Regions from separate parts of the Mus musculus genome. Here regions 1, 2, 4, 5, 6 and 7 are each linked to region 3. The links are chromatin contacts, called in public ChIA-PET and promoter capture Hi-C maps. All regions are on one chromosome and are shown on one strand. The core of a region is the stretch at or near the end of the contact, and the rest is flanking DNA. Distances in the headings are between cores, read along the strand shown. Region 1 holds the start of Spock2 (sparc/osteonectin, cwcv and kazal-like domains proteoglycan 2). Region 2 overlaps Ascc1 (activating signal cointegrator 1 complex subunit 1). Region 3 holds the start of P4ha1 (procollagen-proline, 2-oxoglutarate 4-dioxygenase (proline 4-hydroxylase), alpha 1 polypeptide). Region 4 overlaps Ascc1 (activating signal cointegrator 1 complex subunit 1). Region 5 holds the start of Psap (prosaposin). Region 6 has its middle 17 kb from the start of Psap. Region 7 holds the start of Chst3 (carbohydrate sulfotransferase 3).

Evidence for each region. Promoter capture Hi-C pulls out the DNA fragments that hold promoters and counts their contacts. ChIA-PET counts read pairs in DNA pulled down with a chosen protein or histone mark. Capture Hi-C pulls out chosen DNA fragments and counts their contacts.
Region 1: a contact with region 3 is called in a promoter capture Hi-C map of hippocampal neurons, with 4 times the contacts expected there. The contact joins the promoter of Spock2 here to the promoter of P4ha1 in region 3. A contact is called at or near these places in 3 of 39 promoter capture datasets (cranial neural crest, frontonasal cranial neural crest and hippocampal neurons) and 2 of 115 datasets of contacts at active chromatin or transcription factors (embryonic forebrain and memory CD8 T cells).
Region 2: a contact with region 3 is called in an RNA polymerase II ChIA-PET map of memory CD8 T cells, with 22 read pairs. The contact joins the enhancer-like site here to the promoter of P4ha1 in region 3. A contact is called at or near these places in 5 of 39 promoter capture datasets (the C10 cell line, embryonic stem cells, hippocampal neurons and 2 more), 2 of 115 datasets of contacts at active chromatin or transcription factors (astrocytes and memory CD8 T cells) and 1 of 9 other capture datasets (liver).
Region 4: a contact with region 3 is called in an RNA polymerase II ChIA-PET map of memory CD8 T cells, with 12 read pairs. The contact joins the enhancer-like site here to the promoter of P4ha1 in region 3. A contact is called at or near these places in 5 of 39 promoter capture datasets (HPC-7-derived erythroid cells, embryonic stem cells, hippocampal neurons and 2 more), 2 of 115 datasets of contacts at active chromatin or transcription factors (memory CD8 T cells and regulatory T cells) and 1 of 9 other capture datasets (embryonic stem cells).
Region 5: a promoter capture Hi-C map of adipose tissue shows a contact between it and region 3, with 2.5 times the contacts expected there. The contact joins the promoter of Psap here to the promoter of P4ha1 in region 3. A contact is called at or near these places in 5 of 39 promoter capture datasets (cranial neural crest, hippocampal neurons, liver and 2 more), 1 of 484 Hi-C or Micro-C datasets (the HPC-7 cell line), 2 of 115 datasets of contacts at active chromatin or transcription factors (large pre-B cells and pancreatic cancer cells) and 2 of 9 other capture datasets (adipose tissue and liver).
Region 6: a contact with region 3 is called in a promoter capture Hi-C map of pre-B cells, with 2.4 times the contacts expected there. The contact joins the enhancer-like site here to the promoter of P4ha1 in region 3. A contact is called at or near these places in 1 of 39 promoter capture datasets (pre-B cells), 1 of 484 Hi-C or Micro-C datasets (the HPC-7 cell line) and 1 of 115 datasets of contacts at active chromatin or transcription factors (pro-B cells).
Region 7: a contact with region 3 is called in a promoter capture Hi-C map of pre-B cells, with 4 times the contacts expected there. The contact joins the promoter of Chst3 here to the promoter of P4ha1 in region 3. A contact is called at or near these places in 2 of 39 promoter capture datasets (the C10 cell line and pre-B cells), 2 of 115 datasets of contacts at active chromatin or transcription factors (extraembryonic endoderm stem cells and large pre-B cells) and 1 of 9 other capture datasets (liver).

What each region holds. Positions count from the first base shown.
Region 1 is chr10:60,104,717-60,107,671 of GRCm38.p6, forward strand. Spock2 (sparc/osteonectin, cwcv and kazal-like domains proteoglycan 2) reads left to right here and starts at 1,541. Exons shown (of 11, transcript NM_052994.2): 1 at 1,541-1,940. The coding sequence starts at 1,752. It overlaps Gm51801 (a long non-coding RNA gene), which reads right to left. Exons shown (of 3, transcript XR_003949003.1): 3 at 2,644-2,955.
Region 2 is chr10:60,026,823-60,029,723 of GRCm38.p6, forward strand. All of the region lies in intron 5 of Ascc1 (activating signal cointegrator 1 complex subunit 1), which reads left to right. Among named protein-coding and RNA genes, the nearest start is that of Anapc16, 25 kb to the left of the region's middle. Within about 2 kb of position 1,574, at least 113 of the 459 cell types and tissues checked have an H3K27ac peak or open chromatin away from gene starts, as enhancers often do. A contact at or near this core is called in embryonic stem cells, hippocampal neurons and memory CD8 T cells, where this site is marked.
Region 3 is chr10:59,321,987-59,324,706 of GRCm38.p6, forward strand. It overlaps P4ha1 (procollagen-proline, 2-oxoglutarate 4-dioxygenase (proline 4-hydroxylase), alpha 1 polypeptide), which reads left to right and starts at 1,310. Exons shown (of 15, transcript NM_001316371.1): 1 at 1,310-1,490.
Region 4 is chr10:60,079,155-60,081,854 of GRCm38.p6, forward strand. The region is part of intron 9 of Ascc1 (activating signal cointegrator 1 complex subunit 1); the gene reads left to right. Among named protein-coding and RNA genes, the nearest start is that of Spock2, 26 kb to the right of the region's middle. Within about 2 kb of position 1,362, at least 131 of the 459 cell types and tissues checked have an H3K27ac peak or open chromatin away from gene starts, as enhancers often do. A contact at or near this core is called in memory CD8 T cells, pre-B cells and regulatory T cells, where this site is marked.
Region 5 is chr10:60,276,286-60,279,139 of GRCm38.p6, forward strand. Psap (prosaposin) reads left to right here and starts at 1,343. Exons shown (of 15, transcript NM_011179.3): 1 at 1,343-1,497. The coding sequence starts at 1,458.
Region 6 is chr10:60,259,036-60,261,844 of GRCm38.p6, forward strand. No RefSeq gene overlaps it. Among named protein-coding and RNA genes, the nearest start is that of Psap, 17 kb to the right of the region's middle. Within about 2 kb of position 1,271, at least 89 of the 459 cell types and tissues checked have an H3K27ac peak or open chromatin away from gene starts, as enhancers often do. A contact at or near this core is called in pre-B cells and pro-B cells, where this site is marked.
Region 7 is chr10:60,217,709-60,220,523 of GRCm38.p6, forward strand. It overlaps Chst3 (carbohydrate sulfotransferase 3), which reads right to left and starts at 1,552. Exons shown (of 4, transcript NM_016803.3): 1 at 1,196-1,552.

The DNA of each region.
Region 1 (2,955 bases), core at 291-2,790, 780 kb after region 3:
AAATCATAAAAAAAAAAGATGTGGGAAAGATGATGAAGATGGATTATCACCTCTCCAACCCAAGGGACAAACTCTTTTGCTTTTGAAATGCCTGGGATAACTCTGCTCAAGTTTCATAGCCATCGCATGCTATATATGTGTGGCGTTAGAATGACACTCTATATGGAAGTTGGGATCCTCAGTCCCCTCCAGTCCGTATGAGAAGGACTCCACTGTGAAGCTCCCTGGTACCGCCTGGAGGGCTCTGCATCCATTGTGAGATGCAGATGTCAGTATCTGGAGCTTGCAGCAGCACCACAGGAAGGGAAACTATTGTTTTGTGTTTTCCCAGGGGTCCCCACCCAGCCCAGGCTACTGAGGCACCCAACACTCAGGAGGCATGCCAGGCCCTGGATGACTGTAACCCTCACAACCTGTGTTTTTTCCTATTGATTAAGATCATGTTCTTTCATTGCCTTTAATTTTTATTTTATTTTATTTTATTTTATTTTAACATCACAGCAGCCAAGTCTTTTATAAAAACACAATCTAGGGCTTGGGGCCCAAAAGTTTAATATGGTTTGCCCTTTTCGTAGTCTTCATTTTATTTGTAATGTAAATTTCAGTTCTGTTCTGATCCTGGGTCTGTGCCCAGCTGCCAGCCTTCCCAGCTGGTAAGGCAGCACAGGTCTATAGGCAATGACAAGGGTCACAGTTTTAACAAGAACCTAACAGCCTCCAACAGAACCCGCCTCCTCCCGCCTTGTCTCCTTCCCCAGTGCATCATCAAACTCAACATGAAGTCAAAGTCACAAGCAAATGGCTGGGCCCATTTAGATTTGCAGACTCAAGGCAGATGAGATGGCTAGACACGCATGTGTCTTTTAGGGTTGCCCTAGGAAAAGCTAACAAAAGGGTGACAGCCCCTAAACATCTGCTTGCGGAAGAGGAGGACATCTGCCCATGTTTCACCAGCCATTCAGGGTTGGGGCCATGCGTTGAAAAGAGCGGCGGGCCAGGGGGAGCAATAGTTCAGAGGCAGCCAGTTGTTAGACCGCCTTTGTCTTAAGGAAGCCACCCATTACCGAAGCGCCATAACTCGCGGGGAGCCAGCTGTCAGAGCGGTGGCACAGGCCACTCGGGGGTGTGGGGTGTGGGGTGGGAGGAGGCCAAGGGAGAAGAAACTGTCTGTGGCCAGATTCCCTTTTAGACACCTGAGCCCAGCTGACTTGGTAACCCGAGAGTTTTCATCCTCTTTCCAGCCCTATGAAAGACCCCGGAGCCCTTCTTTGCTGTCCACCCTTAGATAGACAGCAGGGACATCTCAGGGTTCTGCTTCCCTGGCTTGCAACTCCTTGAGAGCTGGACTGACTTGCGCAGCCCTGCGCTGCGGCTTGGCTGGCTTGGCTGCTCTGATCCAGCGCTCTGCTTTGAAATCTACCCCCTCCTTTTTTTTTTTTTTTTTTTTTTTTTTTAACCAGGTATGATGATGTCAAACGTGATGCTGATGCTACAGTTACAGACACAGCCCCCGCTGGCGCAGCCTCTCTGAATCTCTCTCCCTCTCCGCGTCCAGCGCTGGGCTTTTTCAGACAAGTGCATCTGCTAACCAGGTCACATTTCAGCCACGACCCACCCTCCGTCAGTCACTGGAGTCAGACAGCAGGAGGAGGGCTGAGGAGGACCGCAGCGCTTCGCCAGTGGCGCGGTGGAGGGAAGGACATCAAATCCTGCTGAAGTCCAGACCCCCCCAGGTCCAAGCCCAGACCACGATGCGCGCTCCAGGCTCCGGGCGGCTGGCTCTGCCGCTGCTGCTCCTCGCCGTGGTCGCCTTGGCTGAAGGCGACGCCAAGGGGCTCAAGGAGGGCGAGACCCCCGGCAATTTCATGGAGGACGAGCAATGGCTGTCGTCCATCTCGCAGTACAGCGGCAAGATTAAGCACTGGAACCGCTTCCGAGACGTGAGCGGCGGGGCGCGGAGGGCCGGGCCGGGCGCGGGTTGTGGGTGGGGAGGCCGGGAGCAGAGACCCCGCGCGCTGGGAGCCACCGCCGCGTGTCGGAGCCGGAGCCTCTCGGGCCTGCCAGGCTAACTACGCCAAGTGTAAACAACACCGAGAGTCCCAGCCCCGAGCCCCTCCGGTGTTCCCGTGGCCACCAGCTTTGGGACCTTCAGTTCCCGCAGCCTCCCGGAGTGTCCTAGACGAGAACATGCTCTAGGGGCGCACGCTCGCGACGGGGTCTGCCTTGTGGCGTGGCGCGGAGCAGGGGTGCGGGATGTGGGGACCCGGGCCCTGGCTGCTGCTGGGCCCCGCCTGTCCCCCCACCCCCACCTCCTTGCCATCGGTCCCCGGGCTAGGCCCCTGCCGGGTGAATGCTGCAGACTGCACACACTGCTCTTGGCAGAGGGAGCGGATCTGGGTGGGGCCGGCAGGAAAGGTAGCGGCCGCAAGGGTGTCCTCCGACCCCTCCTTGGGCTTCGGAAGAAGGGGACAGAAGGCTCAAGGACTGAGCGGTGGCCAGGGCGTTGAGTTTGGGGAAGGGTTCCCCCAACCTCCAAGAGATGGTGGAAGGCGTGTCCATAATGGGGCGCGCGGGGGGGGGGGTGCACAGTGAAAATGCCCGAGGCGCTCTCCTCTCTCTCTCTCAGGGTGGTCGCCAGAGCCAGGCCAGGTAGGCTGGTTTTCCTGGACCAAGCTCGGCGGTGAAGCAAGGGGACCCCATCCTTGGTCCGGTGGGCATGAGAAGCAGAAGCGAGAGCCCCCAGGAGCTGGTTTGGGGTCCCTGGCAGAAGCCCGCCGCAAGCCGACTTAACCTTGGGCAAAGCTTTGCGGGTGGGGGCGGGGAGGAGGCTGCGGACCGGCCGGCGCCGCAGCTCTGTTTACCCGCACCTGTAGATCAGGGAGGGAATAGGAGGCGCGTTCCCTCCCGCAGGGCAGCCACGGCCGCCTCGCAGATGGTGGCGTGGGCAGGGGTGAG
Region 2 (2,901 bases), core at 324-2,823, 710 kb after region 3:
TGGGATGTTTGGAGAGTTTCTCTAAAGTGAAGGTAGTAATAGTTCGGGAGTCACAGTGTTGCAGGATGAAGAAGATGACGTCATTTCAGAGCAGACCACGGCATGTAGCTAGTGCTGCACGAGTGTCAGCTGGCTGTGTTGTTAAACATCATTACACCAATCAGGATTTGGAGTATCCCTATGGATTAGAGAGCAGCAGCAAGGGACACAGTGGTGTCAGGTTCCTGCTGAGGGGCAGGGAGTGCTGTTCAGTGGTGGAGTGCTTCCCCAGTGTCCAGTGTTCTGAGACTCTGGGTTCCGTGCCTAGCTTTGCTGAAAGGGGGCACGGGAGTGGGAGAATCAGAGTAGAAGCTGAGCTACCTCGGTCCAGTTTGGTTGGATAGTCACTGAGGTCAGAGTCATCAGGGTCCGCCTTTGAGACCCACTTTTGTTGGAAGCAGTGCTCACTAATGCACTAATGCTTATAAGCTGCTTTGGGAGGCACATTAAGCTTTGAGGAACATAAGCTTGTCGCCACGGCTCTCACAGAACCGAAGTGCGTCCCTCCTTTAGGAAGGGAGAGGCTCTTCTCTTTAGTGGCTGGAAACTTAAGCACTGTATGGTGAAGCTCTTTTCTCTGGTACATGATGGCTGATTCTTGACTGTTCTGTCTTACTAAGAACCTCTCTACTTTCTGAATAGAGAGAATTTATAAGCCAGAAGAATCAGTTTATATAGCTCAACAAAGTATTCATTAATAACACATAGAGGCTCTCAGAGGAAGTCGGTTTTCCTAAACATTTTAAAGGAATAATGAAAATGACTCAGCAGAGCCTAATTTAGTTCCCAGTCCTGCTAGCACGGGGACTGTAGAGTGGTTTGTGTAAACCTAGGCATGTAAAAAGCAGGAGGAAGCCCTGCTGCTGTGTGCCAGAGACCTCATTAAATTTCATTCAGTCTCCTGAATGGCCTGAGACAGAGGTGTTTCACAGATGCTGAGCTGAGAGCAGCTAGGTGTGTCTGGTTACAGAGCCAAACACTCAGCACTCTGCCTTATTTGAATAACTTCCTATGCTGATGAAGTTTACATCATTTGCCTGAAGTGCTTTGTTGGAGCTTTGCCATAAAATAATAAATATAATGAGCAAGAAGGCAGGCCCTTATGTTTATTTCCTTTCTGTTTGCACAGGGTCCCAGGAAGTGAGTTGGTGAGTCTGTCACAAAGGCCTATCTATTTTCTTAGCAGGTCCTTCCGTATTCATGGGCTTTGTGTGAATGATGCATAGGACCTTTGACTTAGAGGTAAGGTAGGCGATCTCTCTTCTTTCATGGAAGAGGAAGCTGAAGCTGAGAAACATGAAATGATTTGTCTAGCCACAGTGGGCTGGTAACAGTGGAATTAGAGCCTGGGACAGTAATGCCAAGTAAGGCTCAAGCTTTCATAACTCCTGGACCTGCTAAAAGATGACAGACGTGTATATAATTGATGATTATTTTTGTCCCTGCTAGTCAGCATCTACTGTCAAGGCAGAGCACAGTGATCAGATTCTTCTAAGCTCGTTTCTTAGTCATTGCACAGTGAGCACGGCCTTGTAGGCCTGGGAGCTTCCTGTCTGCTTGCAGGCACGCCCACAGGCAGGTGCACCCGTGCAAGCTCCCCTCTGCTCGGCTCTTGCTCTTGAGTGGTAAGGAAGCAGAAGGAGTGCTCCATGGTGGAGCATTCACTGTCTGGGCCTCTCCCCCAAGCTTGTCAGTGCTAGAGGTACATCGCCAGCATTTCCTGGGGTGCCAGACCAGACATGAGATGGGCCTGAGGGTGTGATGCTGTCCACCTTAGCTGCTGGGGTACTGAGGCAGAAGGATGGCAGGTGCAGGCCCTCGCTGGGCTATCTATGGAGTAAAAGGATGGCTTGAATAACTTAGTGAGATTCTGTCTCAACATAAAGAAGGGCCAGGATGTAGCTCAGTGGTAGCATGCTTGCCTAGCATGTGAGAAGCTGTAAGTTCGGTTCCTAGGATAGAAAAGAAGCTCAAATCAGAGCAAGCCCGAGGTGATGATGTGGTTGCCAGTGGTAGGCCACAAGCAGCAGCTTGGTGCAGAGTTAAGGCCGTACACTGGGGGCTCTGAACTCTGGCTTGGGCTTCAACGCACTTCTCTGATGGAGGCTGCTTTGGATTTGTTTTGAGACCCTACTTAACGTGTAAAGAAGCAGAACCTCGGAGATGTGACTTTGCCATAAGGAAGCATGCTTATTTTCATCCAGACAGAGCTGCCCGGGAACCTCCTGTTACTTCCTGCTTGCCTCTCCTGGGTGGAAGGTCAATAGCATTAGAATTTTCAGGCGCCAGCCTGGGTGGCCAACCTAATGGAGCAGAACAGTTCCAGCTCCAAATAATGGCAGACTTGGAGCAGGGCCCAGTGTAATTAAACCCTGGGGTAAAGAACTTGATGTTGGTCTTGATGCGTTTCCATGAGCAGGCTTGAGGTAGGAGTCTCTATTCCGAGCAAAGGGGAACAATGGCCCTGGAGACTTAGACCACTGTCTTAGAGATCGTTTGGTCTTATATTAAATTTAGACCATGCTAGAAGAGATATGGTTGGCTTATTTTTATGTTTATTTTGGTGGTGGCAGTATTAGGCAGGGTAAAATTTAGTGTTTCTCTACTTATTAAAAGATTTCCCAGTAAGGTTACTTATGAATTTCCAGTAGAGCTAAAGACCGGATAACCTCATGACTCAAAACCTCCTAAAGACTTGAGGTTATGTGACCTTGAGCGGCTCCTTTGTTCTGTGCTCTGTTGTGCATTTAGTTTCTCAGTATTCAGTGTTTCCCTGGCAATCGAACTCAAGCAGATAAAGGTGATAGCCTTGCAAAGGGTATGGTAAGGTGGATTAGCTGGCTTCCTGTGATTGTGACAAAA
Region 3 (2,720 bases), core at 60-2,559:
CCTGACTAGACCCACAGAGCCACACTTTTAGAAACCATTGCTTTCAGACGCCTGAAGCTCTTTGTCTCTCTGTCCCAGATAAGTGCCAATCAGTTCCATACTTTAGCAAGCAAGGAAAACTTTACAGTTTTAAACGAGTAACAAATGTTAGAAAAGTCTTTCTTTCCCTGACAGGAAGTAAATTATCTCTGGCATTGTCCTTATTGCCAGTAACTAAGGTTCTCTTCTTTTAGATCAAGACTAAACTCAAACACAGTTCGTGCCTTATATAGTGTGCTCAGTAGTATTTTTTTAAAGATTTAATTTTATTCATTTTAACTATACGTATGTGTCTTGTGTGGTTAAATACCGGTGTTCTTGGAAGCCCAGAGTTGTTGATCTGCCCGACCTGGGGTTTCAGGATGTTGTGAGCCACCACCCAGCACGGTGCTGGGAACTGAAATCTTAGCTGTGTGTGCCACATCTCCAGACTTACTGTTGTTGATGCTTGTTTCTGTGCTGGTTTGTTTGAGGCTAGGTAATAAAGTCTAAGGCCTTTTTTTTCCATGTTAGGTAAATGCTCAAAACCCAACATCCTGGTACACCCCCTCCCCAGCCCCATTATATGTTTCCATGCTCTTCCTGAATCCTAGGCATGTGCTAAGTAAGTGCTTTTTCATTCATTGTCTCATTGTTTCTCACAGCAAGCCTAGGGCCTAGGGAACAGATAATATTGTATTCCTTCTTTGCAGATGTAGCACCCAAGATACAGGGAAGTTAAAATCTAACTTTATACAGAGTGGGTTAGGATTTAACCTCAGATGACACTCAATTGTCATCTATTATTCACCCATAAAGTATGCGGGTGGGAGATTAAGCGAAATCCTCGTGTTCAAAAGTGTAAAAAAGACGCTTATTAAAGCAAAAACCCCTGTGGGCCAAGCCAGCCCCGACAGTCACCCCGGATACACCGTCTTGTTTCCCACTCCACACCTCCACTTTATTTCCTAAATTCTTATAAACTTCTCCTAATTTTGCACAACTGTCCTTCCTGATGGCTTCGATGGCTCTGAGACCCGCCGCTGACCCTGAAATGAAGGCGCTAAATCCTACAGGAACCCGGGCGGGGGTGGTGGTGGAAGCCCCATGGTAACCACGGGAACGGTGGCGTGGCAGGAGCTCTGCGCAGGCGCACTGCGTCCTCGCGTGGGCCAGCCTAGGCTTGGAACACCCCGGGCCTGGGCGACTCCCGGGTGGGTGGGAGGCTCGCCGCAAGCGCCTGCGCAGTGGCGCGGGAGCTGGTGTGACAGAGCGCACGTAGCGAGGGCTGCGGCCGCCCCCTCTCCGGCGCGCCGGCGCGGCAGGGGAATATAAAAGGGACGCCTGGCTCCCTCTACTGCCCAGTCGCACTGCCAGCAGGCTGAGGGCGGCAGGGAGCTAGCTAGCGGGGACTGCAGGCGACAGGACTGACCCGAGCCGAGCTGTCGCCTTCCTCCCGGCCCGCTATCCAGGTGAGGCGCTCCTCCGATCTTGGAGACGGATGCGGGGTCCCCGCGGGCAGCCGGGGTCCCTTCGCTCTGGAGTGGGGCTCAGCCCTTCTCACAGCCGCCCCCGGGTCTCCCCGAGAGGACCCGGCCCCGCACCCCCGAAGTCAGGCCGCCCCGGCGCTCTCCCAGCTTCCCTCGCCGTCCCCCCACCCCCGTCCTGCCTCTGGCCGGAGCGGCAGCAGCGGCTTGCGCCCCGCCCCAGCACTAGGACCTTCTTGAATGTTCCATCCCGGGCAGCCAGCCTCCCTGATGACTTGTGCAGCGGTACCTCGTCCGCCCCACTAAGCCGGGGGAAGGCGAGGGCGGACGGGCGGGGGTCTGGGCCGCCCGAGCCGCAGATGGTTAGCATGTGGCAGTGGAGAAAGCAGGCAGCGCTTGCAGCCGGGGGCTGAGTCTCTCCGTTTCGATCGCTCTTCTTCTCTTTTTCCTTTTCACTTTTGGAAAGTAAAGCTGGGAAGTGGGACCTACTCAGAAGTTAGGACTGAACTTGTCTGTTGCGCTTCTCGGCGTTGTCTCAGCAAGTAGACATAGCCCGGGGCGCCGAGTTTAGCTGAGAAGTTGCTGTCATTCACAGTTGGGGAAGCTGGCTTCTTCCTTCCTCTTCATCCCAGTGAATCACTTAAGGACACACGCGTCTGTCTCTGTATTTCTCTCTCCCTCTGCTCCTTCTTTCCTCCTGGTTTCCAATCTTGCCCACCTCCTCTGGTTCAGCTCACCCTGATGATCCCCTTTCCCTTTTCGTCTTTCACGCTCCCCTCCTCTTGCAGGGTCAACAAGTCAGTCCATTTTGGCCAAACCTTCTATGGTTGTGTGAGACTTTTAAACTGAATTTTGTGATTGACCCCAGATGGATGTTCAGTGTGGGGAAGGATGGTACGGTTAAATACGAGGTTGTTTCTCCTAGAGAGTGGGAATTTGGTACAAAGGCAGGCTTTCGGACTTAACATCTTCAGCTGACCATCCAAAATGAGGACTCTTGGGGTATTGCACCGTGGTTTATAGGGAAGAGCCTCCACAGAAAGGGATAGACAAGCTCCTGGGTTCTCTTTTAGGAAATGATTTTTTTTTTTTTTTTAATTAAAAGGAACCTGCCAGGTTCGACTTAACTCGAGAGCCATGGCTCTTGGACTTTTTCCTTGGAATGCACTCTGGAGGGATGGAATAGCCACTACGTGAGTGGGGGAGGGGGGAGAC
Region 4 (2,700 bases), core at 112-2,611, 760 kb after region 3:
TTGGTTCTGTTTAGATCTATTGTAGTTATTGTGTGTGCCTGTGCATATGTGTGCCTTTTCTGTGTGTGTATATATGTGTGTGTGTGTGAGAGAGAGAGTGTGTGTGTGTGTATGTGTGTGCACGCGCGTATGTGCCCATGCCATGAGTTACTGATGCCCATGGAGGCCAGATCCCCTGGAGCTAGAGTTACAGATTTACAGATCATTATGAGCTACTATGTGGGTGCTGGGAACCAAAACTGGGTCCATTGTAAGAGCAGAAAGTAATTTTAACATTTTTTTGAAACTGGTCTTTTACTAAACCTAGAGTTCACCAGTTTGCTAGGCTGACTGACTATGGGCCCCAGGGATCCACCTGTTTACAGTAGTCTACAGCATAGACCAGTGCATGTCAGCGTTTACCTGTAATCACAGTGCTGGGGGTGAGGAGACAGAGGGATCCCTCACACTCTCTGGCTGGACAGACAGAACAGCAGGTTCCAGGCTCAGTGAGAACAGGCTTACAAAATAAAGCAGAGAGACTGGAGAGGTGGCTCAGCGGTTAAGAGCACTGACTGCTTTTCCAAAGGTCCTGAGTTCAATTCCCAGCACCCACATGGTGGCTCACAACCATCTGTAATGGGATCTCATGCCCTCTTCTGGTGTGTCTGGAGACAGTGTACTCATATGCATAAAATAAATAAATAAGTCAAGAAAAAAAGCAGGAAGTAATAAAGAGATAGATACCTAGTGTTGACATCTGGACTCCATATGAGTGTGCCCTGCAAGCCTAAGTGCATACCCAGCACACACACACACACACACACACACACACACACGGCTCCTGACTGAAGGAAAGCGCTGTGGGTAGGCACCCTTGTGGTACTTGTGTGTGATTATTGCTCTAAGAGTTAGGGAATTGGCATAAGAACAAGTGAAGTCTGTAGTGCTGTGAAGTGGTGATTGCTCTGAAAAGGACAAATTTCCATCCATGAAATCATTTTAGAGTCACGGCAGAGCATTATTGTCAAAAATTAAAAGCTAGGGAGAAAGCTGTCTGGCTAGAAATCCAGCAGAATTTCAATGACTGTTTTTTAGATTGTTATGGCTTTCAACTCTCAAGGCATGCTTGGGCATGATAATGCTTTCTCCTCCAAAAAGCCTTTTGCTTGTTTGAGTCTGGCCACGCCTTCACAGAGGGAAGGTGGCTGGCTGAGCAGGACCATGGGGACATAAGTGGGTGTCACAATGTGTACAGCTCTGGTGACAGTACTGAAGGTGTGTGTCCTGTAGCTCTGGCTGAGGGTGCAGTCTTGTCTAATGAGGTGACAATAACGGAGTTGATAGCATGTGGCAGTCCGCCTTCTAGCTTGCAAGAGTTGTTCCTAGCTCAGCTATTATTTGGACAGCTATTGTTTGTGCATATGTAGACACCCTGTTGCCTGAGGACATCTGATCTGCTCTCACTTTTGAATCCCATCCCCATGTGCTTCTCCCCTCCCCACTGGCCTCCCCATCCCCCATGCCCTTTTTCTCCACTTGTTACTTTGACACAGCCAACAGTCAGGGCTTGGATGCCCAACCTCGATAAAGCCCCAGAGTTGCTTAGGTCTTCCTGTGAGACAAGATGTAGGGCTTTGCTTCTGCTGACCCGTACTTCCTCCCTGTGAACCTTCTCCTGGCCGTTGAGTACTGTTATGAGCACTGTCTGCGGGAAGGTGACCAGACAGGAAATAGAAAGGAGAGTGGTCGCAAAGCTTAATGAGCACTGGTTCTTCCCATGGCAGCTCTTTGCAGAAACATCCCTGGGTCAGCTCTGAGACAGCAGCTACCCTCAGAGCTGCATTACAGGCTTAGGGGCCGAGGAGGCTCTCAGCCAAGCAGCCGCCAGACAGTTTACTGTGGTAAAACAGTAATAGCCATGCCTCGAGGTAGGATTTTCTGGGGAAGAAACTTGGCAACAGATCGAGCTGCCATCGGCCCGTCTCAGATGCCAGCTCTCGAATGGTACCATGTGCGGCCTGCATGGAGGTCAGGCACAAGCTTTCCAGCCCTGTCAGCACAACCTCCTGGCTCCACCACCTCCGCCCCCTGCTCCGTGTTTTTTTCTTGCTAGTTTTCAAAATGGAAAGGCTCTGCAGGGAGGGGAAGTCCCTTAGCATTTTGCATATTGAGGTGCTCAGCAGAACTGCCTGGCATCCTGTTTGTATATATCGGTTTTAATTCACTCTCTAATAGGTCATTTGGTCTTAACAGCAGTCTTAAACTTGATAATACTTGCATCAGCAGCGAGTTGTGGGCCAGCCGTCCAAAAGTGCAACCCCAAGTGATTACTTGCAGAAGGTTTTATAGCCTCCCTAGGAGAGGCCACGCTGTAAGCAGACCTTGCACACTCCAGCAGAGACTTGCAGGTGGCTGGGGAGGAAGTCCCTTTCCTCTTAGTGCAAGGAAAGCCATCCTTGTCAGAAGGGACTCCAGCTCTGTCCGATGGCGTCAAGGACTTCAGTATTGTGAGTGGAAGAACCAGAAGTAGGAGTGCCCTGTTGACAGGGTGAGGAGCTGTAGCTGGCCCTGATGTGCGTGCGCGCGCGCACACACACACACACACACACACACACACACACAGCCTGAGGAGCTGTAGCTAGCCCTGATGTGCACACACACACACACACACACACACACACAGAGCCTGAGGAGCTGTAGCTGGCCCTGATGTGCACA
Region 5 (2,854 bases), core at 93-2,592, 950 kb after region 3:
CAACTGCAGAATGGCAGCCTGTGAATTTGAATCCTGAGTGTAAAGATGTAGGCAAATCTGTAACCTGTTTGTGCTTGAGTCTCATCTGTTAGCACGGCACGAATCACAATAAATGGGGGCTGGAGATGCCACTCAGTTGGTAGAGTCATTGCCCGACATGAGTTGAAGGCCTGGGTTTGGTTCCTAGAACCAAACAGAACATGTATGGTAGCACAGGCAGGCAGATCAGGATTTGGAAGTGACTGAAGTTCGAGGACTGCCTGAGATACACGAATCCTCAGCTGCACAGCCAGTTGTCAGCCTCTTTGGGCTACAGGAAACCCTGTCTTAAAAAACTAACCACTAGCCGGGCGTGGTGGCCCACGCCTTTAATCCCAGCAGGCAGACAGATTTCTGAGTTCGAGGCCAGCCTAGTCTACAAAGTGAGTTCCAGGACAGCCAGGGCTATACAGAGAAACCCTGTCTCGAAAAACCAAAACAAACAAACAAACAAACGAACAAAAAAACTAACCAAAAAAACTAATCACCGCCAGGCGTGGTGGCACACACCTTTAATCCCAGCAGCACTCGGGAGGCAGAATCAGGCAGATTTCTGAGTTCGAGACCAGCCTGGTCTACAAAGTGAGTTCCAGGACAGCCAGGGCTACACAGAGAAACCCTGTCTCGAAAAACCAAAAACCAAACCAAACCAAACCAACCAACCAACCAAACAAAAAACCCCTAACTACCACTGTACAAGGGTCAGGCAGAAGAATTACATGTTCAGAGACTTTCTGGGGAATTTGGTGACACCCTCTTTCAAAAATAAAGTAAGGAGTGAGCTGGGAGGGTGGGGGGAATGGTGGTGTGCAGCTTGGAGGTACAACACTTGATATCAAGTATAATGCCTTGGGTTCAATACCGGCGACTGCAAACAAAAATCCCTGCTCCCGCCCCCCAACCCCCAACCATTCTCCAAGGGGTTGAGGCAGAAGGTTGAGAGTTCCAGGTCTGCTGCGACACTGAATTGTCGACCAGCAAGGCCATAGTGACTCGGCATCTCAAAAACAAATAGTAATACTTAAAAGATGCTGGGGCTCAGGGGTGGGGTGGGGTGGGGGAGCACAAGATGCAGTTCAGGGCTTGGTACCAGCCCTGGGCTGGATTCCTCACATTGCAAAGGTAAAGAGAGGCGTTAGATACCGTTCGGCGCCTGACCTTGATTTAATCACCAGATATGGTTTTCTTTTATTACCACCACCCGCGCCTTCCCGCCACCTTCCCTGGGCGTTTTCAGCCTGCTCCTCTTCGCACCCTCCCTCCCCGCAGGCGCGCTGCGCGACGCTGAGTCAAGCTGCGCCCAGTTTGGGCGGGGCCCGCGCCTGCGCACTGGCGTCTGCGGCGAGGTTGGGGGGTAGATTTATATTCGTCTGGTCAGCTGACGTTCTGCATTGCAGCCTGCGAAGTGAAGCGGCGCCATGTACGCCCTCGCCCTCTTCGCCAGCCTTCTGGCCACCGGTGAGCTTAGAAGGGTCCCCTGGTCTGGTAGAGAAGAACGCTATAGCGTCCCCTGGGTCCCGGGAACCGGGCAGTCCTGCGGTACCGGCCTCGCCCTCCGCTCGCTTCCCGGGGCGCGCTTAGGCAGGCCTCGCTGTGCGCAGGCGCAGATCGGGGCTGGTGGCGGAGGGGGACCTGTTCCAGATTCTCTGCACTGGGGGACCACTGGGAGGTGGGAGAGACGTCTTGTCCTGTGTGTGCAGGCCTTGTGCAAGGCCTTGCGGGTGACTGCGGTTCTCCCTGGGATGGAGGTTGGGAGAGGTCACTCGATGACCTCTTCCGTCGCTGTGTTGACTCTATCCTGGTGTAGGTGATAGACATGGCCTTGAAGCCCCATCCTGCAGGTCAGGTCGGCCCGTGACCTCTGTCCCAGACTGCACTCGTATGGGAGTTGCAGGAAGCGTCTTTGTGTCTGCCCCGGGCCGGGGGGTGATTTTTTTGGCTTCTGTGTGAACTCAGGAGCGTAGTAGGTCTTGGAGGGAATTGTGTAGTCCCGATTGCATTGGAACTCTTAATTTTTTTGTTTGATCTGGCAAAGCCATTGGCCAGCCTTTATTTTATAGCAAGTGTTTCTAAAATGATTTTTCTTAAAAGCACTGCAGGTTGGCAAGGCAGCGCCAGGGGACTCACACTTGGAAGGCATAGGTAGGAGGATTTTGAATTTGAGGTCAGCCTGTGCTACACAGAAAGCTCAAGGCTAGTCTGGACTGTGTATGAGATTTTTTTTTTTTTTTTTTTTGTGCAAGAAAAATGAAAAGAAACGCACTTGGTCCTGCTTGCTCTGTGTCATACATAACTCGTGAGTTCTGATTCACCCACACCACCAAAACCAGACTTCTTTTTCTCTCTCTCTGTAGTATGGGCCATTGAACTTGGATCGTAACACACGGTAAACGAACATCCTCTACTGAGTCACACTATACCCCTTACCTGTTTCCTTGGAAAAATTATTTCTAATACACATGTAGTTCATTTGACTGCCAGTCTAGTTAACTGGGTTCCTTCTTCCTTCTTAGGTAGATGGGAGGACCCTGATGGCCTTGGTCTAAAACTCCAGGCTCTGTGCCTCACGTCAAGGTCATACTGAAGAATGGTAGCTTGTCTTGACTGTCCACCATTGAGTTGTTGGTTGTCTATGATGACTGCAAACCACGTGTGCTCCCTGAGGCTCTTAGGACTTATGGGCTCAGTGTGGCACTACTGTAGTTCAGGGTGCCACTCATAGCTTGCCTTTTAATGATGTTCTGGGTGCTTAGAATGTTCCAGGTCCCGTCTAGTCTTCACAAAGCCCTGGAGGTACAGACACTTGGTTTTGGTT
Region 6 (2,809 bases), core at 21-2,520, 940 kb after region 3:
TAATTTAAATTAAAAATTTGCCTTATGTGTATGAGTGGTTTTCATGCATGTATGCCTGTGTATTATGTGTATGTTTGGTGCCCACAGAGGCCAGAGGAGGGCATCAGATCTCTTAGAACTGAGTTACAGACAACTGTGGCCTACCATGTGGGTACTGAGACTTGAACCTAAGTTCTTTGGAAGAGCAGCCAGGGCTCTTAACTAGCCATTGAGCCATCCCTCCTGCCTGCGGACAAAAAGAACAGATTCCAGCATATGCCTGTCTGGCATTTTGAATGAAGATGGCCCCCACAGACTCATAAGGAATGGCGTTTTTGGAAGGGTGGCCTTGTTGGAGAAAGTGTGTCACTTAGGGGTGGGCTTTGGGTTTCAGGTTTGACAAACAAATCTTTTTTAATATTTCAAATGTGTGCATCCCTGAAAATACTGTCACGTATGAGCATTGCCTGACCAAATGTGTGTATTTCTCATCTGTTCTCTGAAAGATCAGGGTTCTGATGGCCCTTTGGTTGCAAGCAGGAGGTTTTTCACAGGGGCATCCATCCACTGCAGAGCCAGGTGGGCGAGGTGTCTCTCCTGTGTGCAGCAAGAGGACACAGGCAGAGGGAGATGGGACATGTGAAGTTTCTGTGCATTCCGGGGTATCACCTTCATCTTAGTCCCACAATCCCAGGCCAGGGAGGAGGCCAGGAGGTCACGTGCTCATTGTTTTGAGAGAGAGACAGATGATGGCTGTCTCTAGGGGAGGTCATGAAGTGGAGACATGAATATCTATCTGCCTTCTCCCTGTTTTCTGCAGCCTGGTACACTTCTTGAGAAAAGGGACTGCCCCCAGCCGGGTGTCAAAACGAAGGCTCAGGAACTGTTGCAAGGTCCAACACTACCAGTAAGCATTGAATGACTCTCACCAGCCACCTCACCTCTCTGGCGTTCCTTAGTCCAGTAAGATAAAGCTAGCCTAGCCTCACTTAGCTCTTACAGGGCTGTGATGGTGTGAGGAGGGCTTAGAAAGGGGTCAAGTGGTTGCCAAAGAGAATCACAGCTAGCCTCTGCCTGTGCCCTGCTCTTGTCTGCCTCTGTCCCTGCTCCTGCCTCTGCCTCTGCCTCTGCCCCTACCCCTGCCCCTGCCCCTGCCTCTGCCCTTGCCGTAGCCTATGTCTCCCTGTCTCAGAATCCCAGATGCACAGAGGACTGAGAAGGCTCCTTGGAGGTGGCTCTTGGTTGATTAGCATGGTGCTGCCCTTGGCGCTGTTTGAGCTTCCCACAGCCCACTTGTGAACGTTTCCTTATTTGGTAATGGTGCTGAGCTAGACGCCAAGTGGCTCAATATACAGGGCAAAAGAAACCCTTCTCACTCACATGAGACACCTCTGTCCTCAGTTTCCTTATGGGGCTATGGATAATTCCAGGCCAACATCTCAAGGTCTCATGGGGAAGACACAGACCCACTATGTATCTGGAACCTTATCATGTGCAGGGCATGCATAGGGTAGGAAACCTTTTTAGCAAGCCTCCGATCTGTGTGCCATTTCTGTATGTGGGGGATAGGCATATAGAGTAAAGGGGGTCACCTACGTCGTCCACTGCATGCTGGGGGGCAGGGCACTGAACTTAAACCCTGGTCCTAGTGGCTGTTGGAGTTGCCCATGCCCATGTATAGAAGGGCAATGGTCCGGGACAGTCTTACCCTGGTAGTTTTGGTTCCTCTTTCCTGGGTCACACTGGCCCTGTGCTCTTCTCCCATGCCCACCCCCAGAGCAACAGTTTCACAAGGCTGTGACTTGGCTCTTACATACCAAGGGTGAGGCCACAGCTTCTCTGTGTTCACTCACCCACCAAGATGATGCCCAGGGCTATTAGTGGGTGTGGTGAAGGAGTCCCTAGTCCCTCTCAAAAGCATTCTGGGGAAAAAGGTGAGTTTCAGGGACCCACTCTCAGGCTGGACATGTGGCTCAGTTGGTAGAGTGGTTGCCTCGTATGCATGAAGCCATAGTTTCACCCTCAGCATGGTAAAAATGAGGTCTGATAGCACATGCCTGTGACCCCAGCATTTCATGTGACTGTAGCATTTCATCATGTGACCCCAGAATGCCTTGTGACCCCAGCATTCCTTGTGACCCCGGCATTTCATGTGACCCCAGAATTTCATGTGACCCTAGCATTTGAGAAATAGAGACAAGAGGATTAAGAATGCAAGGTTACATTCTGAGTTTGAGGCCAGCCTGGGCTAGAAGAGACCCTGTCTAGGGAAAAAAGAAGGAAGGGAGGACGGGGAGAGGGAGGGCTAGCCTCCCCTTCTCACACCAGGTGCCCCCTGCACACACCTGGTCTCCTAAGGCCACAGAAGGCAAGATGCGTGTCGGGGCACTTGAGAGAGAGAGAGAGAGAGAGAGAGAGAGAGAGAGAGAGAGAGAGAGAGAGAGAGAGAGAGAGAGAGCTATCAGGTGAGCAGTCTTTCTCCACCCCCACCCCTCCAGGAGCCCCCACCTGCCTTCCAAAATTAAGCCTTTTCTAGAAACACACGTTGCTCCCTGTCCAGGGCAAAGGTGGCGCAGGAGAGCTCCTGCCCAGCCAATCGTCCTAGCCCCGGCTCTGAGAACAAAGCTTTCTCTTTCTTCCCCAAACCTCCTCGGGACTCTGAGATTAAAGAGAATTGCAGGCTTATGCTTTAAGCTTATTATCACCAGGGCAAAAGACTGATCAGGGAAAAAACTGTCCACAGTGCCAGGGACTTAGAATTTGCTCCAAGTTTAGCCTGGATGACCCTGGAGAAGCCTGGCATCTTCTGGGCCTGTTTCTCCTTCTGGTG
Region 7 (2,815 bases), core at 302-2,801, 900 kb after region 3:
AGAACTCCCCAAGTCTGCCAAACAGCACCCAACTTCTCCAATCCCATTCCTTTCCCCCACATAGCCAGATGCTGAAATGGAACCTTCCTCTTGCTCTGAGGAGGGAGAGGTGACCATGAGGCACAGTGGACTCCGGCCACACACACCCCACCACCACCACCCAAGACACCAGGCAGGGCTTCCTGCAGCCAGCAAGGTCTTTTTCTCTCCAAGAAGATCAATGCCAATTCAGCCGAGGCTCACTGGGCTCCGCTTGAGGCAAGTCCATAATTCACTACCGGTGCCCTCAATCACCAGACAGCTAAGACTGGGTGCCCAGCACTGCACTAGCCCCAAGATCCTTAGGACATGCAGGACACTACGAATCAGAAACCAAGCAGACATTCTGGTACAAGACAGGCCAACAAGCCTGGTTTCATCCTGACTTTAGTCTCAGCTCAATCCACGGCCCCATTTATATGGCCCCGAGCTGAGATCCCCTATGGAAGTTCCTCTGAGGAAGCACATCCGCCAGGGTCTCAGCTTCCTTGCAACGCCCTGTCACGAACACCACGCAGATTGTCAGGCGCAGCACCAGCACACAGCCTTTTCCTTACAGCTTAAAGACCCCAGTCCAGAAGAACTTTAAAAGTTTCCAAATCACTGGCTCTGGTCTCCCCCATCTACCTCCGGAAGGGCTGCGCATACCCAGGCACATCATCTAGACGCCGAGTTTCCACACCAAATCCGCCCTTGCTAGCCCGGGACAAGTGACTTCAACGATTGCTTCTTTCTCCCCGTTCCTGGGCCTCAGTGGGTCTCAGGCACCGCTTCCCAAAGCCCGGGCAGCTAGTAGTCCCCTGCTATGGAGTTTGGGGGCTCCATTTCAATGGTGGGTGGAGCTGCGGGACCAGCAAAGAACCCAAGCTGGTTTAAAAGTTCCCAACCCTGGAGGCTCCTAGAAGCAGGAGTTGCACTTGGGAGTATGCAGGACGTTCGGCGTGAAGATGCCTCACTTGTGGTTTGTGCGGTGACCTGGCTGTGGGTACATGGCAGATGAGAATTTGGCAGCGTGGGGTTTTCCCCGCGCAGGGAACTCCCCGCCCGCCCTCCGCCGGTCCCCTTCTCCTCCAAAAGTTTGGCGCGCGCTCTGGGATGCGGTCGGTGACCGCCTGGGGCCCAGGAGGCGGTGCCGGGACGCGGGCGCCCCACTTACCCCGGTCGAGCCTCCTCCTCCCGGCGGGCGGATCCGACACTCCGGAGGTCGGCGTCCAGCCCCGGCAGCATCCGCCCCCAACTGCGCTCTCGGCTCAGAAAATGCTGGGGCTGCGCTCCCCACGGCGCCCACTCTGCGTCCTCGGCTAGTGCGGGGAGGGAGGCGCGGCCGGGCTGGTCCCCTCGCTGGGCGGGAAGCGGCGCCAGGCGGGCGGTGTCCTAGCTGCAGGCGAACGATCGGTCCTACCCACGACTCCGATCCCGCTAGCGACCGGAGGCGGCCTCCTGAGCCGGCAGCTGCAACTTTGGGAGCCCCGCGCCTCTCCTCCAGACTCCCCACCTCACTCCACACGCGCACCCGGCAACTTGGGGACGCTCGGTGAAGTTGGCGCGGCCGCCCACCCGGCCTCTCGAAGAGGATGGAGGAGGCGGAGGACTCAGGGAGGAGGGAGGAGCCGGGAGGAAGGGCAGCAGCCCCCCCTATCCCCCCTGGGAGCCTCGCTCTCCTCGACCCCTCCGTGGGCCTTTGTTCCCGACTTAGCTGCGTCCCGGGGGACTCGCCAGGGCTGCTCCATCCCTACCCTTGAGGACGAGGCTGGGAGGAGCTTCCAGCCCCAAGGAAGAGAGTTCAGGGGCACGGCTTCAAGGAGAGTTGTCCAGCTTGAGCCCCCCCCCCCCATGCTGCTGCCCACCCTGAACATGAGGACCTTCCTGTCCCTCTGAGGATGCTTCCTGGAATTTTGAAAAGCCACCGTCCTCCTTCCCTGGGCAGCCACAGGTTGCAGAAGTGTTCTTGGTGCTTTCTCACAGAGCCCCCAGGACAAGATGTGGAAAGGGTTCTCACCAAGAAGCTCAGAGGGAGCTGGACCCCCTTGGCATTAGCTTAAGACCCCTTTGGACTGCTGGCACTCCTGAGGTGGAGGTCATGTCACTTCTGAGTGATGATGAGTGGTAAGTATTGCTGGGTCTGTAAAAGGGCCAGCTTCGCCAAGACTGCTGTAAAGGGCCCAGTGTTGGACAGCAAGCCAAACTTCAGGTTATAAGTTCCAGTCCTGGTGATGTACACGATTCTTTGAGGTCTCCCAGTCCAGCTTTCTTTTCCAGGACTCTAGCTAACTTCAGGCCTGAGACGGCCCTCCTGACGTTTCTTGGGCTTTTGTAAGGTTTAGACAAAATAAGCAATTGTCTATAAAGGAGAAGTGAGAAAATATAAAAAAGGAAACATACACATCTGTCCTTGGCCCCGCTCTGTCATGCTGAACATTTATATCAGCGGAAGACATTAACAGACTCAGGTAGCAGATACAAAGCTGGACAGAATGGGCAGTGAGACCCAGGTGGCTCCAAGACCTCCTCTCAGGTCCCTAATTAGAAGGTTGGTAGGAATCTGCTAACCTGTTGTCTAGCAGGGGCCTGATGGAAGTGTGGTCGTGCCCTGCACTATGATGTGAGACCCGCAGCTAGCTTTCAGCAGAAAACCCTCACTGGCTGCCTGTGTTCTGTAGCCTATTAGGGGAAACCAGAACTGGAGTTGTGATACACCTCAGGGCACACAAAGACCAAAAGTTAGACCTGTGTCAGGCTGAGAATAGAGCCTAGTGGATAGAAAGCTTGGCTTCAG